Regions from separate parts of the Sus scrofa genome. Here regions 1 and 2 are each linked to region 3. Evidence: chromatin contacts called from public Hi-C and promoter capture Hi-C data. All regions are on one chromosome and are shown on one strand. The core of a region is the stretch at or near the end of the contact, and the rest is flanking DNA. Distances in the headings are between cores, read along the strand shown.

Evidence for each region. Promoter capture Hi-C pulls out the DNA fragments that hold promoters and counts their contacts. Hi-C and Micro-C count contacts between places; a contact is called where the count stands out from the background.
Region 1: a contact with region 3 is called in a Hi-C map of liver, with 5 times the contacts expected there. A contact is called at or near these places in 2 of 47 Hi-C or Micro-C datasets (fetal heart ventricle and liver).
Region 2: a promoter capture Hi-C map of fetal liver shows a contact between it and region 3, with 5 times the contacts expected there. A contact is called at or near these places in 2 of 5 promoter capture datasets (fetal liver and liver), 11 of 47 Hi-C or Micro-C datasets (alveolar macrophages, blood, embryonic fibroblasts and 5 more) and 1 of 2 datasets of targeted methods (alveolar macrophages).

The regions. Positions count from the first base shown.
Region 1 is chr4:35,836,988-35,840,304 of Sscrofa11.1, forward strand. The region is part of intron 1 of LOC102160303 (a long non-coding RNA gene); the gene reads left to right. Among named protein-coding and RNA genes, the nearest start is that of ZNF706, 71 kb to the left of the region's middle.
Region 2 is chr4:35,766,572-35,770,014 of Sscrofa11.1, forward strand. It overlaps ZNF706 (zinc finger protein 706), which reads left to right and starts at 1,516. Exons shown (of 4, transcript XM_003481371.3): 1 at 1,516-1,801.
Region 3 is chr4:36,207,403-36,210,704 of Sscrofa11.1, forward strand. PABPC1 (polyadenylate-binding protein 1) reads left to right here. Exons shown (of 16, transcript XM_001927747.4): 2 at 646-2,460. The coding sequence starts at 2,268. Among named protein-coding and RNA genes, the nearest start is that of PABPC1, 71 kb to the left of the region's middle.

The DNA of each region.
Region 1 (3,317 bases), core at 559-3,058, 370 kb before region 3:
TCCTATGCCCTAGAAAAGGCAAAATAAAATAAAATAAATAAATAAATAAAATAAAAAATCCTACCCACCAAGCTGTCCATCAGAGTTACATTGAAAGCCCATGGTTTAGGGAGTTCCCGTGTGGCTCAGTGGTTAACGAATTCGACTAGGAACCATGAGGTTGCGGGTTCGATCCCTGGCCTTGCTCAGTGGGTTAAGGATCCAGTGTTGCCATGAGTTGTGGTGTAGGTCACAGATGTAGCTCGGATCCCGCGTTGCTGTGGCTCTGGCGTAGGCCGGTGGCTACAGCTCCGATTCGACCCCTAGCCTGGGAACCTCCATATACTGTGGGAGCGGCCTAAGAAATGCCCATGGTTTAAAAGAAAAGAGAATTACAATCTCAAACATTAACAAGAGAATCCCAAACGTGCCTTGCATTTGGGAAGAGCCTGATGGAGCATCCACAGATCTCATGACACACACAATCTTATTGCACATGGTCCCCACCACTGGTCTCAAACAAAGCAGTAAGATTTAATGCAAAACCTCTGTCTTCCAGCCCCTTCACTGGGCCCCCAAATGAGACATATACGGGCTAAAGTTTCAGGAGAGCAAGACCAAGAGTGGAGCTCACCACCAGTAGGAATGGTCCCACTGCCCTCCTCAGGGCTCTCACATGGACCTTCCTTGCCACTGCCCCATCTCTCCAGCTCCCCCAACTCACACCTGCCTCCTGCCTTTATACCCCTTCTCCCCTTCATGTGAGTGTTTTGGCTTCGACCCCAGTTCTCCTAACAGGAAGGAGAGCAGGGAAGTGGGAACCTGAACGGACCGCCTTCTGCTTCTGCCAATCCCTGGCCGAATCAGCCATGAGGGTCACTGGAGAGCCAAGCCATCCTAACACAGGGGACCTTCTCTGAACACTCACTGAGTGCTAGGTGCCTTCTGTACATCATCTCATGTCACCCTCACCAGAAACTCGAGAGTATCAAGCCCTCACATACAAAGAAACAAGATCCAGTTTCACCAAGCTAGAAGTGGCAGAGGTGAGATTCAAACCCCTACCTGCTCCAAAGCCCATGTCTTCCCTATCACAATACAAGAGAAAAGGTAAAGGGACACGGAGCATTTATTGTCGTGCAGCCTCAGCAGCACCTGGGAGCTTGTTAGAAATGCAGTCTCTCAGGCCCCTGCCGGGCCTTCTGAGAGGGAATCTGAACTTTAACAAGATTCCAGGCAATTTCGATGCCGTTTAAAGTTTGAGAAACCCGCCTCTGCATCCGTGGTTCGGGATTCGCAGCCCAGGCTGTACACAGGAATCATCTGGATAGCTTTGCACTAATGCCAATGCCCGGGGCCCACATCTGTGGTTCTGATTTAACTGTCCAGTTTATTAAAAGCTCCCCAGGTGATTCCAATGGGCAGCAACCTTTGAGAACCACTAGCAGAAGAAAAGGGACAGTTGACAGCTGTGGAGTCTGGGTGCCACTAGCTACTTGCCTGTCTTCCCAGGCAGAGGTTTGAGAGCAGCATCAGGGAGGCCCAGTAATAGGACAGAGACAGACTGGCTTTCCTGCCCGCCGGCGCGAGCGCGGTTAGACAGACATCGCCTGTGGAGGGACGCGGGGTAGGGGCTCCTGCTCTGGAAGCCCAGCAGTCTGGGTGCCAGAAACGCAGGGGGAGCGAGTTCGCCGGGCTCCGCCCGCGCCTTGAGTGGGGCTGGGAGAACGGGTGCAGCGCGCAGGCGCAGAGGCGGGGCGGGACCAGGCGGCGGCCCGCTCGGTTCCGGCGGGTAGGGGTGACTCAGAGGGCGGGGGCCGCAGCCTGCTCTCGCCCCCGCCCCCACCGGGCCGGCAACGGCCGCCTCCAGGGCCGCCTCCGGAAGGGGTGGGGCCGGGCAGCCCGGCAGCAGGCAGGTGGGCAGGTGCGCCGCCGCCCGGGGAGTGCGCATTCGAGCTCTTTGTTGATCAAACCCGCCCAGCCCCGGGACTGGGCGCGAGCCCCCGGAGCTGAGTCATGGCCGCCTGCTGGGTGCACGGCCACATGGCCCCCCACCACGTGCATCCCTTTCCTGAAGCTGGTTTGTTTCATGAGGCCGCCAAAAAGTCAGAAACCAGGGAGAGGTGGCTTCTGTTCTAAAAAGCCCTTTACTCGTAATTCATAAGCAAGGTCACTCCAGCACTCACACAGCGCTGAGCGAGAGGCACCGTCCCTGAGGATGCCACCTCCAGGAGGATCGTGATTTTGAGGCTTGAGGCAAAGCTCCCAGATAGACCCATCGTGACACGGTCAGGAAGATTCCTCTATAGCTGCCCCATGTCCCCACACCTGCCTGGGGTATGGGCTGAGAAAGCGGGCCTAGGGTCACCTGGAGAACTTGTCAGAAATGCACATCCGCCAGCCTTGTTGGCAGAGCCTGAGATTCAACAGAACCAGCTACAGCTGTGGAATCTGCATTTTAACAAGGGTCCTGACGTTTTCTAAGCAGGTGCTTGGTAGACTTGACTTTGAGAGTCACTGATTTTGAGGAGGTTCCCCCTGAGCTTAGATGCCTTAACTACAAATGGGTCCCCACTGAAGGATCATGAGTTGAGTTTGCAAGGAGGCACAACTAGCAGTTGGCAGAAGGAGTCAGGTCAGGGTCACCAGGCCTCCACACCTGTGTTTAATTTATGTGCACGGGCTAAACCTGCATTGCAGCCGTCCTCAAGGAGTTTCTAGGAGTTCCCGTTGTGGCTCAGTGGTTAACGAATCTGACTAGGAACCATGAGGTTGAGGGTTCGATCCCTGACCTCGCTCAGTGGGTTGAGTCTGGCGTTGCCATGAGCTGTGGTGTAGGTTGTAGACGCGGCTTGGATCCCGTGTTGCTGTGGCTTCATGTTGCTGTGGCCCTGGTGTAGGCCTGCGGCTACAGCTCCAATTCAACCCCTAGCCTGGGAACCTCCTTGTGCCGCAGAAGCGGCCGTAGAAATGGCAAAAAGACAGAAAAAAAAAAAAAAAGGCGCTTCTAAACCCATCCTTTCTACTTTGGTGGTACTGAGTACAAGCGGAAACAAGCAGTATTAGCTGGCATTTTCACACCACTTGATTTTCTCGGGAGGATGTTTCATCATGGTAAGTGGACTTGGGTATATGCACTGTAGCTTAAGCCTATCTGCCGCTAATGGGCCTGGACCCCCAGAAGAGTCTATTATGTCTAATGTCATGTCGAATGAATTTTTATATAATCTCTGCTTTAAAAGCTGCTAGTCTAGCAAAAGAGGATAGAGAAAAAAAATCACTGGAAATTGGGTTTAAGAACAAATTTATCCCCTTGCTTGGGAAATGTCATCTTATTC
Region 2 (3,443 bases), core at 266-2,765, 440 kb before region 3:
GCCTACACCACAGCCACAGCAACGCTGGATCCTTAACCCACTGAGCAAGGCCAGGGATCGAACCCGAAACCTCATGGTTCCTAGTGGGATTTGTTTCCACTGCGCCACGATGGGGACTCCCAGTTCTGCTTTCTTGATACACATCAGTTAATCTGATCAATAGCCATTTACTCACCCCCTACTATATTTCATATACTGCTAAGCACTGGGTATGCAGCGGCGAAAATGAGCTTACAATTGAGCACTGGAGAGAGATTAAAATTTGAACCTGTCGTTTAAAACTGCAATATGGAAGGGAGGGTGTGAAAAGTGAGAGGACCTGAAGTGGGGAGGAAAAGGAACGACTGAACAAGTTGTATGCCACCCAAATTCATTAAGCAGTTAACTCCTCCCTGGCTATTTTCAACAATTCTGTGATATATATACCCCGGTCCACCCAAGTTATCCTAGTAACTTGCCATGTATTTACATTCAACTACCATTTCCTGGGCGCTGACAGATAAATTAGGAGAGCGGAGGCAAGGTGAGAATGTCAAATGCCAAGAGTTCCTTTGTTGTTGGATCTGTAGTTCTAATTTGAAACAAACGTGTGTTGGGTGGCGGCGGCGGAGGCGAGGGGAGGGGGGAGGAGGGAAGCAGCAGACTAAAGCCAAGGTCTAAAAGGCCTTTCCAGATAAACAGATTTAATAATTACTAAATCGCCATGCTCTTGATCACATATTGGAAATTAGCCGTCGTGGCCTCTAAGTCAAGTAACACACACGCGCACACACACACACACACACACACACACAATTCCCCCAAATAGTAACAACTGATTAAACTGCTAAGTAGTTAGACTAAAATGGTCAGGGAGGCCTGGCCGGCAATTTTCAGCGAGACACTCAGGCCTGAATCTTGAACTCTCTAAAATTCCCAGATTCGTAGAGTAACCAGGGTTTCCCCGGAAACGAGGTAAAGGGCAGCTGGTGAGCGAACAAAGGCTGCACGTCCCAGTTAAGGGCCGACCAGCCCGCCCGGGCCTCACAGGAGGCGGGGACGGCAGTGCGCCTGGGTGGCGGGCTCCCGGGTCGGCGACCCTTAGCGCCGCGGGGCTGGCGCGCCTCACCGGGACCCTCCCCAGGCTGGGACACAGGAGGGCGCCGCCGAGGTGGGAGGCTCGTGACCTGGGACGCAGGGGCTGAGGCCCGGCCACCGCCCGAATGAGTGAGCGAGCGACTTGTGAATCACACTGCGGGCCGTCACCAGCCAGGACCGAGATCACGCGGGTCCCAGGGCCGGCTAAAGCCGCCCGGAGAGAGCACGCGGCAGGGGAGGGGCACAGAGGACAGAGCGCGACGTCCCCTGCAGTTCCCTTCTCTGAGGGGCCGCCTTCAGCCTGCAGGCCCCGCCTCTCCACTTATGTAATAGGGGCGCGCTGCCATTGGCCCGCGCGGCCGGAAGAGGGGCAGGCGCGCTAGAGAGTGGGGGCGGGGAGGAGGCCTCAGCAGGAAGGCGAGTGGGCGGGAGCAGGGAGAAGCGGGCGGCGCTGGGGCGACTGGGAGAGCAGCGCGGCGTGCGCGAGCACGAGGCGTAGTGGCCTCCCCCAAGGCTGAGGCGGCGGCGGGCGCGCGCGGCGGCGGCGGCGGCGGCGGCGGCGGGTGTGAGGCGCGGGCTGTTGTGCTCTCGGCTCTCCCTTTTCCCCTCCTTGGCGGGTGGAGGAGGTCGAAGCGGTGCTGGACGCGCTCCCCTTCCTCTCCGGCCACCTCCCCGGCGCTCTCGCGCTGCGCGGTCTCTCAGACGCAAGACTGTCCCGGCCCGGGTAAGCGGCTGTGGGGGCGGCGCTGACGCCGCACAGGACGCCCGGGAGCCCGGGTGGGGGCCCGCCGGCGGGGTCGGCGGGAACCATGGGGGTTACCACAGGTCGCGAGGGGCCACCGGCCTGCCCCGCCTCCCGGGGGCGGCCGAGCCCGTCCTGTCCGGCGCGGGCCGCGGAAGGAGGGGAAGCTCGGGCGCCTGCCAGGCCCTGCAGGTGGCCGGGTCGCAGACCGGTAGCCGAGCGGTAACCTTACCCTCTGGCGACAGCAGCTGGCCGGTTTCTCGAGGCCGGGACTCCCCGTGGTCAAGGGGCCGGGTTTCGGACAGCTGAGGCCTCCGGGAGGCACGTCTCGGGCCGGGGTCCGTGGGGAGTGGCGGGTAGAGAGAGACTGGGTGGCAGAAAAGAGGAGGGGGCTCTCTGAGGCTGAAGAGACCGGATCGAGAAGGAAGATGCGCCCGGCTGCAGCTGGGTTCAGCGAAGTGCTGAGAGAAATAGACCTTACGGCTGGTGCTTTCATCCTCTGCCTCTCCAAAACGGATGGAGTTAAAAGCCAGGGTCAGGATGTTGAACACTGCCTGGGCCTCTTCGCTTCACATTCTTAGGGAGGATGATCCTACTTCCTGGATCCAAAATCTTTTTTTTTCCTCTCTTATTTGTTTTGGTTCTAAGAGGGTCTTTGGGGCAGTGCTTAACTTGTTACCTCCGATAAGAGCTCCTCGTTTTGGAAGAACTCGTTATTCGCTCTGTTACTTCCCTCTTTGCAGCCCCCTCCGAGAATCGTCCAAAATAAGAGTTATATTAAAAACCAACTTTTAGGGTTGTACATGACTTCCTGCTCCACAGTTTGGCGCATTTAATCAGGGAGAAGTTATGCTTAGTTATTGCTTAAGGTTTTGTAGAAAATTCGATTGGCTTGAGAGCAAGTCCTAAGTTGAGCTGTCCAAAAGCAGGTGGTTTGTTCGTTTGCATTTCTGCTTTCAGGAAGGAAATCAATGCAGCGTGTTAGAACTTAGGGGCCGATCTTAACACATTTAGACTAATTGAGTTTCCTTTACCTGATGTTAGGCTTTCTATTTCAAAAATAAGAACAGCAACCACAGACGTATTTATTAAAGCTTTCATGGCTTGTTTGTTACTTTTGTTAGATGACAGTGAAAATGGGTTAAATCTATCGTGTAATGTTATGTATTAGAAGAAATTGGAACTGCAAAAGTTAAAAATAATGTGTATTTAATGGCATTCCTTTGTACAGATCCCTGCATGAAAATGTTAAAATAGCTAACAACTTCTAGATATCAAAGAAACTTCTAGAATTAGTAGCTTCCCTTCTCACAATTTTTTTTTCAGTGTATAACAATTAAGAGGTTATCCGTACAGTCACTATGTTAACATCTTTAGCATACATTATGTGGAAGAGTTCAGAGACCTGAGAGCACTGAAATATTCTAACACTGAGATGTTAGGAACATTATAAACATCGGGATAAAAAAAGATTGAATACATGACTGTCATCCAAATAATACAAACGTATCCAAATCTGTTTCCATGGGAATAGGTTTGTACAGCTGCCATAAATATACTTTTAAAAAAAAATCATTCCATTTGGCTTGGAATTAATAAAGATTTGGTTTTTAAAAAATAACCA
Region 3 (3,302 bases), core at 774-3,273:
GTATTTGTGTCTTTCATCTGTTTTCCTTCCCTACAGATACACTTGCTAAGTATTCAATAAATATATGGACGGCTGTTAACCACAGAGTTCTAATAGATTGAATGGTGATTTATCATTAGTAGTAGATATGTCTTCTTAATGCATAGTCCTCAGTTTTGCTCTTTTGCATACTAAGGCACATAAAGCAACGTATTTTCCAAAATATTATACTCTTCCTACCAGTTGGGGACAGACTAGCACTTATGGGGGATTCTGCAAGTTTACATTTTAATTAAATGAGAATAAAGTACCCAGTCCACACCTGGCAATGTATCTGGCATGCATTGAAGAATGAATTGGGCATTTAACTTGAGACCATTCCTTTAACAGTAAAATAATTACTCCTTGCTCCACCTCCCACACAATATTGCTGTAGGGAACAAATGATAGGATGTTTTTGCAAGTGCTTTAAAATCTGTAAAGTGCATTACTATTTTAAAGTGGGATCTGTATGTTGACTTAACATCATTCCTATTAACTAGTATTTTTTATGGCTATCAACTCATTACGTTTAGCATTCCTATTAAAGCCCATAACTAACTACGAAATTGTTTTAAACATTTTTAATACTGCGTTTTGACTAGTACTAATTTTGCTTGGTTGCAGGTCTGTGCTGTCACGCATGACTGATGTTCATACTTTAAAGAAAAACATTAATTTTTCTCGAGACCTTTTTTCTACCTCAAAGAAATTTCTGGCAGAAACGGCACGTATCAGTGATTCCAGTCTACCACCTAAGTGAATAGTGATCACGATGCCTTAAAAAGGCAAGTGGACAAAGCCCCCAAAATAGTTTCCCCAAATTAAAATCACTTCGACCAACGACAGCTCCTTCGGGCAGAACGAGGAGAGTCTAGGGCTCGGAAGCGAGAGGATCTGGAGTCTGAGGGCCCCTCCCCTCTCTCCTCCTCTACTGGAAGCACCGCGGGGCCGCCACTGGGGCCCAGGGACCGGACGGTTGGAGGTCCCCGAGCTGGCAGCCAGGACCCGCGGCCAGTTGGGGTCAGCGAGCGCTGCGGCCGTTGGGGACTTCAGCTCCCAGCAAGCACCGCTTCTGCGGTCGAGGCGCGCGGCGGCACTGCCCGCTGGGACTCGTAGTGCGGTCCGGTAGGAGAACGGAGGAGCCAGCCCTGGCTCCTTTCCCCCACGTTTGGGAAACCGGGCCTGGAAGGGATCACGCCCATCCACTCGTGCCCGGCATCCCTTGGGGGCGTGGGCGAATGGAACAGGGTTGGCTGCGGCGGGAAGAGGCCCGGGTGGCCGTGCACGTGGGGGGTAGTTAGCGCCCGGGAACCCGGAAGCCCCGCGTGCCGCCCACAGCCGCGGTGACGGGTTAACGCTTCTCCCGGGTGGAGGTGGGGCGGGGTGTGTGGGAGGAGGGGCCGTCCCACCCACCTCCTCCAAGTGCAGCCCGCGAGCCGGCCCTCCCCTCCCCCACAGGCGCTACGCAGCACAGGCTCCGCCTCCCCCGGCCGCGGCGCGTGCGCAGAAGCCCCGCCCCTCCGCCCCAGCCCCACCCCCACGCCCGCAGCAGCCACCGCCGCCACCTCTCCCTTCCTCTCGGCTCTTTCCTCCTCCTTTTTTTCTTTTCCCTCCTCCTCCTTGCCCCCTTTTCTCCTCCTCCTCCGGCGCTGACGTTCGCGTAGGGCCCTAGCGTCAGACGCGCGGGGGCGGGGCGAGTGCGGCGGGGGGTATAAGTAGAGGGTGCAGGAGGCGGTGCTTCCCCTTCTCCCCGGCGGTTAGTGCTGAGAGTGCGGAGTGTGTGCTCCGGGCTCGGAACACACATTTATTATTAAAAAAATCCAAAAAAAATCTAAAAAAATCTTTTAAAAAACCCAAAAAAAATTTACAAAAAATCCGCGTCTCCCCCGCCGGAGACTTTTATTTTTTTTTCTTCCTCTTTTATAAAATAACCCGGTGAAGCAGCCGAGACCGACCCGCCCGCCCGCGGCCCCGCAGCAGCTCCAAGAAGGAACCAAGAGACCGAGGCCTTCCCGCTGCCCGGACCCGACACCGCCACCCTCTCTCCCCTGCCGGCAGCCAGCAGCCAGCGGCAAGCGGATCGACTCCGTTCTGCGGCCGTTGAGTAGTTTTCGATTCCGGTTGATTTTTGTCCCTCTGCGCTTGCCCCCGCTCCCCTCCCCCCGGCTCCGGCCCCCCGGCCCCAGCACTCGCTCTCCTCTCACGGAAAGGTCGCGGCCTGTGGCCCTGCGGGCAGCCGTGCCAAGATGAACCCCAGCGCCCCCAGCTACCCCATGGCCTCGCTCTACGTGGGGGACCTACACCCCGACGTGACCGAGGCGATGCTCTACGAGAAGTTCAGCCCGGCCGGGCCCATCCTCTCCATCCGGGTCTGCAGGGACATGATCACCCGCCGCTCCTTGGGCTACGCGTATGTGAACTTCCAGCAGCCGGCGGACGGTGAGATGCGGGCCGGGCGGGCGAGCGGCCATGAGGCTCAGGCGGTGGTGGTGGCGGCGGCGGCGGGCGGGCTAGGCCGGCGGGCCCGGGGGGAGGGAGCGGGAGGGCATGTCACCCCCCCACACACAGGGCCAGTGGGGCGAGGTTCGGGCGCCGGGACCCCGGTTCCCCGTGTCCTCCGGGACCCGTGCCGCCAGTAGCCTCACGCCCCTCGCGTGCCTGGCACTTCCTCCTCTGCGACCATTTTCTCGGCCTCAGCGGCTCAAAGTTTAGGGTGATGACGCGCCGGGAGAGTGGGTGAGATTGGACTCTTCCAAGGCACTCCCGCCAGTAGCTGCGGGATTCTGGGGCGTCGAGCGTCGAGCCCCCTTCTCCGGCAATAGGTGGAGGCGCTCCTTCCACCCCAGGTTCTTGCCGGCGCCCCAGGACCGGGAGGAAGTGCCTTTCGGTGCTCGAAAAATACCACGTGTTGAACCCTGTAACCTCACAGGCCCGAGGCCTGTTCCTGCTACTGGCCCAGTCGCCTGGGGGAGCCACAGGGACTTAGAATAAAGTTAATTTGGGGATCTTGTGCTGGTCGTCAGGTTTCTGATTCCCGTTCTTAATAACTTGTCAGTGACTGATGGCTCTAGAAGTGTAAATTACCAGTGAGCCCAGCGTTGGGGGTTTTCCCCGAGATCAGGCACTTCTCACTGTAGCGTTAACAGGATGGGAGGAGGGGATATGGAAAATGACCCCTTTGAAGGCCATCGTTTTCTCAGGCAATTTAATTTAGGTCGTCTTAATTTTTTTTAATGAAACTAATTTCGCAGTACTAGTAACTTGTTCAGAATATTTTTTCC